2 separate regions of the Hordeum vulgare genome follow, and region 1 is linked to region 2. The links are chromatin contacts, called in public Hi-C maps. All regions are on one chromosome and are shown on one strand. Each heading gives the region's core, a stretch centred on a gene start, on an enhancer-like site or on the middle of the called end of the contact. The rest is flanking DNA. Distances are from core to core; before and after follow the strand shown. Region 1 holds the start of LOC123403431 (calcium sensing receptor, chloroplastic). Region 2 holds the start of LOC123403425 (H/ACA ribonucleoprotein complex subunit 2-like protein).

The links. A called contact is a pair of places that touch in the nucleus more often than the background predicts.
Region 1: a Hi-C map of seedling shows a contact between it and region 2, with 6 times the contacts expected there. The contact joins the promoter of LOC123403431 here to the promoter of LOC123403425 in region 2. A contact is called at or near these places in 2 of 6 Hi-C or Micro-C datasets (leaf and seedling).

What each region holds. Positions count from the first base shown.
Region 1 is chr6H:488,811,281-488,814,366 of MorexV3_pseudomolecules_assembly, forward strand. LOC123403431 (calcium sensing receptor, chloroplastic) reads right to left here and starts at 1,506. Exons shown (of 6, transcript XM_045097368.1): 1 at 1,191-1,506; 2 at 852-1,085; 3 at 592-775; 4 at 324-465; 5 at 73-204. The coding sequence starts at 1,394.
Region 2 is chr6H:488,448,914-488,452,097 of MorexV3_pseudomolecules_assembly, forward strand. It overlaps LOC123403425 (H/ACA ribonucleoprotein complex subunit 2-like protein), which reads right to left and starts at 1,556. Exons shown (of 4, transcript XM_045097362.1): 1 at 1,357-1,556; 2 at 1,195-1,264; 3 at 769-874. The coding sequence starts at 1,471. LOC123403424 reads left to right here and starts at 1,806. Exons shown (of 8, transcript XM_045097361.1): 1 at 1,806-1,847; 2 at 1,948-2,094; 3 at 2,558-2,878; 4 at 3,174-3,184. The coding sequence starts at 1,832.

The DNA of each region.
Region 1 (3,086 bases), core at 256-2,755, 360 kb after region 2:
TAGGTCAGAGGGGTTACTGTGTGAGTTCATCTTGAGAAGCAAATGCAGGGCGTTGTCGCTCGGTGCACCGACGAGTCCATGACGACGATGTTGGAGCCCTTGCCGATCCTCTTGAGGTACGAGATCTTCAGCGCGGCGATCTCCGCCTCTGCTCGCTTCGCGTTGCGCACCATGCCCTTTATCTTGTTCGGAAGTTCTTCCAGACTGACATGGTTAAAAATGGTGGGATTTTTTCATCATTTCCAATGGATGGAACCAGAATCGTATGGTTTCTCCTACTATGTAATTTTGGGGTTATTTGAGAGGAAAGGAAGAATGCGCACGGCAGAGAGATGATCTTGTTCTTTGCGTTGGAGGGGAGCTGCGGCACGCCGGCTTTGCCCTTGTCGTTCTCGCTTCGCACGTCGATGATAAGGTAACCTTGGGAGGTGACCATGTCCAGAGCTTGAGCTGGGTTCAGGTCACCTGAATCACACAGGATGCAAATGCAATGCAGCAGCAGCAGCAGCAGCAGAGTGAGAGATGGTACAAAATGGTTTCCGATGACACATGGAGTGCAGCAACAGGGTGAGCACTGAGCAGTGGAAGAACCTTTGTAGCCGCGTAGGCCGTATGAGAGCAGGGACCAGGCCGGCGGAAGGAGCAGGTACGCGAGGAACGCGGCTCCGGCGGCCACGACATAGTCCGTGCCTTCCAGAGACCCGATGGTCTGGACGGTCTCGGAGGCGATCGGCTTCGCGGCGCCGATGGCCGGCTGCGCCGCATCTGCGAACGTCTACCGGAGAGAGCGGCGTCATTGAGTGAACCTCGATGCTGATTAAGGAGTCGCCCGAGACTGCGAGTGGCCGTACCTTAAAAGCAGACTGGAGGGGGGCAAGGTCGACGCCGGCGCCCTGGAGCGCCTCCGTGGCCTGCCTGGAGGCGTCAGAGACCACCGGGGAGGCGAGCTTCAGGGCCTGCTCACCGGCGCTCTGCAGAACCGGCAGCGCCGGCTTCGCGGCCTCGACTAGCGCCCTGAGCACGACAAAGGACTGCTCGGCCACCTGGCCGCCGACGCCGATCACCACATCCACCGTGTCCACCGCCTACCCAGCAAGCAACCAATCGCGCGAGCACTCAGCCGCAATGCCACTGGATAATAAAATCCGGAGCTCAAACAAGAGTTTACCCATGGGCGTCGGCGCGCGTACCTTGGTGAACGACCCGGCGACTTCCTCCTTGGAGAACGCCGCGGCGTGCGCGGCCGGCGTCACGGCCAGCAATGCAGCCGTGGGCGAGGCGGCCATCGGCGGGGCATTCCATGGCGCCCGGCGGGGCGTGCCCTTGGTGGCCGCCGGAGGAGGAGGAGCCGACGGCGGCAGGGTGGCCGACACCGACGTGGGGGTGAAGGCCATGGCTCCGGCTTGCTCGCCGTACAGTCTACCCACCAGCGCTGCTCTCTCGGCCACACAAGCGCGCGCAGCCGCAGCTACGGCAGTGTCTATGGCTGAGACTTCTTTGGCGCATTTTTCCGTTTGTGTGGCAAGGAGAGGATGCTATCGGCCGTCGGCCATCGGACGGTCTCGTAATTGGTATCCCTAAATTGATGCCGATGCGCGGTATATCGCTTGCTTTTTTATTTTTGTTTTTTTGGGACCGGTATATGGGTGCTCCTATATGGCGCTGCAGGCGCCCGTTTCCGTTCCTATCGCCTGCAACGGCCCATGCTGGGACGGCCCTATAACCATTGACTTTAATAAAAAGAAAAAAAGAAACTAAAAATCAGAAATTGGTGTTTTGAAAAAATTCATTGATTGTGAAAAAGTTCATCCAATTTTTATAAAGTCAATCGAATTTTAAAAAATGATTATTGATTTTAAAAAATGTTCACCGAATTTGAAAAAAGTTCACCATTTTTTATAAAAAGCTCATCAAAATTTAAAAGCGTTCATTAATTCGGAAAATTTCATCGAATTTTATAAAAGTTCATCATTTTGAAAAAAGTTCACATATTTTGAAATAAATCATCAATTTTAAAAAAAAGTTCATCGAATTTGATAAAAGTTCATCATTTTTTTAGAAAGTTCGTTGATTTTGAAAAAAGTTCACAGAGTTCAAAACAAAATCATATATTTAAGAAAAAGTTCATCAATTTTTTGGAAAAGTCGTTGATTTTTATAAAAAGAAGTTCATCAATGGTGAAAAAATTCATCCATTTTGAATAAAGTTCCTCATAATTTATCAAAAAAACTTGTTCATCATAATTAAAAAAACAATAAAAACAAAGAAGAAAAAAGGTAAAAAGTGAAAACGAAAAAGAAAAAAGAAAATATGTAAGGGGAAAGAAGAAATACGGGAAGAAGCATTACCTCAGCACCTAACGCGGTGCGGTGGAGAGGTTACTCCATTATACTACTGTCGTGGGTTTGAATCGTAACAACGCTGGTTTTCTTTTTGTGTTATAACAGAAGATGGGCCAAGCCTAGATAACGCGTTGTAGGCGCGGGTTATCAAATTTGCCTATAAACATGTGCTAAATAGGATTCACCACACTATATCGCTTGTAAATGAACATCATAAAACAACATTAACCACACGATCCCTCTCACCTCCTATTTGATGCAAAGTCCATCGTTCCGTTGGCCAAACGCTTCACGTGATTGCACCATGGCCGGCAATTCATAGTTGTGTTGCGTGGTTTTTTTCATTACCAAGCATTCCTACTTAAACTTTCCAGCAATGTTTAAGTTTCATTTGAGTTTCAGATTCATTCAGTTTCTTTTTTACAACTAACATTTTTTTAAAGAAAATTGGTTATTTTTAATGACTTTTTTTCTTGAATATGTGAATAATTTTAAAAAAAATACATGAACATTTTGTAAAAGGTGTGAACACTTTTACAAAATGCATGATTTCTTTAAACTGGTGAACACATTTTAAAAATTGCACAAACATTTTCAAACAAGAGTACTTTTACAATCTATTCATGCATTTAAAAAGTGTTTGTGTAGAATTAGAAAGTGTTCATTTATTTACAAAAATTAAGCATTTTTAAAATATATTTCTAGATGTTCACGTGTTTAGAAAAAAAACTATATATTTTATTT
Region 2 (3,184 bases), core at 306-2,805:
GGACCAACATACAAACCGAATTTAGAACCCTATGCTGTCAAGACCTGCCAGCAACCATCTTGGTCTGCCAAACTTAGAGTAGGCCATAGGGAAGATTAATGAGATAGGGTATATATGTAAAGGCAATATGCAAGTTTCAGGCCTGTAAATGATATGTTGGCCTGTGACACGGGCTGGGTACAGCAATACAGTTATAAAAACATAGTTCAAAAATAAAATATGCAACCTATCTCAAATGATAAAAGCATGCAAGGGCAAATGGGTGACCAAAATTATCAAACATTTTTTTCAACCCAATACAGACTGTCTACTTCAGACTGATAAACTGGTAAAGCAACCCCATTAGGTCTATTTTGACTCAACGGAAAATAAGGTACAAACACAATCTTTAGAACATAAAGACCATCTGATTCTAATTCAAGTAAAGTAAAGTGGACAAACAAAATGTCAAGGCTCAAGAGATGTTTCTTTTCTCATTAGCTCCAGCACAGCTAATTAAATAGAACACTTCAAAAGCAAATGACAAGACAACTATGCTGTGCTCCTTAGATGTGATATGGCCAGAGAGGAAAACCATTGTTCAAGGTACCAAAGTCGAGAAAACAAACAGGCTTCAACTAAATAGAGTGGGCATTACTGCTATCAGAAAGACAGAAGGGTGCTTTCTTTCGATGTTCAAACAAAAAACTAATTGATGGTGAGAATCTGATTTCACATATATAATTGCAACAAAATAAACATAAATAATGTAGAGGAAATGCAGCAAACCTCTTTTGATGTCACATATATGTATGGGACATTGGCTTCCTCACAAAGTATGGGAAGATGTGTAATCACATCGATAGGAGAGATGTTTCCAGCAATTACACACAACCTGCATCAAACAGAGCCACATATGTCAATGACATCATGCAAGTAAGCCACTGAACGATTGATTCATAAAAAAACGCAGCAACAGTATCGATCCAAATCACAACCTAAATAAGCACACCCCTAGTCATTAACCTCATACAGTGGCAAACAGTCAGTTTCATCATCAACAAGAATAGCACACTACATCTTTCAGTATGTATTCGGTCATAACGCACGTTTCGCGTGACCAATGTTGTTCACTCTACTAGACAACAACTCATAAGCAAGTCAAACGAGGTACTGTACACAGCACACAGGAGGAACTAGAAATACTGTACTAACCCTTTGCTCCCACGGCGGATGCTCTTGACCACCTCCTTGACCCCGCGCTTCAGGCACTTGGCCTCCGAGGCTGCAAAACACGGAGGCAACAAACCACAATCACGACTGAACCAAGGAAAACCTGATTTGGGCAAAAGAGGGAGCGGGGAAAATCCCACGAACCTCGGCGAACGAGCTTGAGGGTTTTCTTGGAGAGCTTCTTGCCGGCGAGCGGCTTGGCGATGGGCGCCAGCGCCACCGGGGTCTTCTTCTTCTCCGTCTCCGTGTCGCTCCCCATAGTTTCTCTGCTGCTGCTGTCGCCGCCGCCGCCGCCTCCTTGGTGAGCTCGCGGGTTTAGGAGGGTGGTGGTGGAGCTAGGGTTTTAGGAATCGGCACGCGAAGCCGCTCGCTATTAAAAGGGGCTTTGGGCCTGCACTGTGGGCCCGGGTAAAACTAGGCCCACCTGCACAAATGCTCATGCTCGTGGGCAGTTAAGCCCGGTAGAAAGAAACCCATAGAGACGCCCAAACCCTACCGCGCGCCTCGCAGCTCCCCGACGCCGACACCCAGCAGCAGCCGCCGACGAGGACTTCTCCGCCTCCGCCGCCCCCTCTTCGCGTCTGTCTCGTGGAAGCCTTATTGCTGATTTGTTCTCAGCATGGGCAAGTCCAAAGGTGCGGAGATTTCCCCTTCCTGCACGCACCCTGTTGCTTCTCGATTGAATTAGCTCGAATTTGGGAGGCGAAAGTATAAAAAGAATTCGCTGCTTTGTAGACAAGAAGGCTTCGCGGGAAGCCAAGGTCGATAAGAAGCTGGCGCTTGGGCTTGGAGTGAAGAGGAAGCTGCTGAAGAAGAAGAAGGACAGAGTTTTAGATGCTGCGGTTGAGAGCGAGGGCGCTGCCGGACATGCTATCGTGGAAGGTATTGCCAGTGACTGTTTCGTGTTATCCCCTGCCATTTTGTTTTGGAGGATCAGTGGTGGTTAGGCTCAGCCTAGAGTGGATTTTGTGCATGCTTAAAAATGTCGATTTATCACCACACCAAAGGGTAGAGGCAATGATTCAGTGGTAGTACAGAATCGGTGTTCTGAAAACAGTGGTACTCGTCAGTGTCTCATGTGCATGAAAGAAGTAGCATGAGATCCATCTCATTTTCTGAATGCTTGTCAATTTTTTTGGTTCCAGCTCTTTGAGTTGTTTACTACTCCCTCTGTCCCATAATATAAGACGTTTTTTTACACTTGTGTAGTGTTGGAAAACGTCTTACATTATGGGACGGAGGGAGTAGGTGTTATATATGGTTGTCAAGTATTGTCAAAGCTGAAATGGGGTTATATTTCTTCTACTAGTATAATAACGGTTTATCTCTTGTCTCTTGTTCTTAGACAAAGGAAGCAAGAAAACTGTATTGATGAAGCAAAAGAAGAAAACTAAGCATGCCAAAGTAATAAGCAGTCGTTCCAAGGCGGATAATTTGGTGACTCTCAATGAGGATGAGGCAACGCCTAAGCTGAAGAAGAAGAACAAAAAGCAGTTAAAGGAAAGCAAAAGTCCTATCGAGGTACAAAGTCCGTTGGATAGTAATGATGCTGGAACAATGAAGCTGAAGAAGAAGAAAAAGAAGGCGAAGGAAGGGAAGAGCTCTGTTGAGCCCAATGATGCAGATGCTATCCTTCATGAAAACCTAGATAAAGAAACTCTAAACAGTAAGATTGTTTCCTAGTTTCCACTTTCACTGCTGAACTACCTTTCAATCATGATGAGTGACGTTGATCTTTTCACATTTGTTCTTGACAAATAGCTTTTCATCTATGCAAGCAACTACTCCCGCCGTTCCAATATAAGTGTCGCTGATTTAGTACAAAGGTACTATATCAGAGACACTTATGTTGGGATGGAGGGAGTATGTCATACCCTATGCCTTTTCCATTTTTTATTGTTCAATAGTAATTCCTGAATTTTTCTTTTCACTAATAGTATATGTGCATATATTTTATGCAGCTGACGTCAAC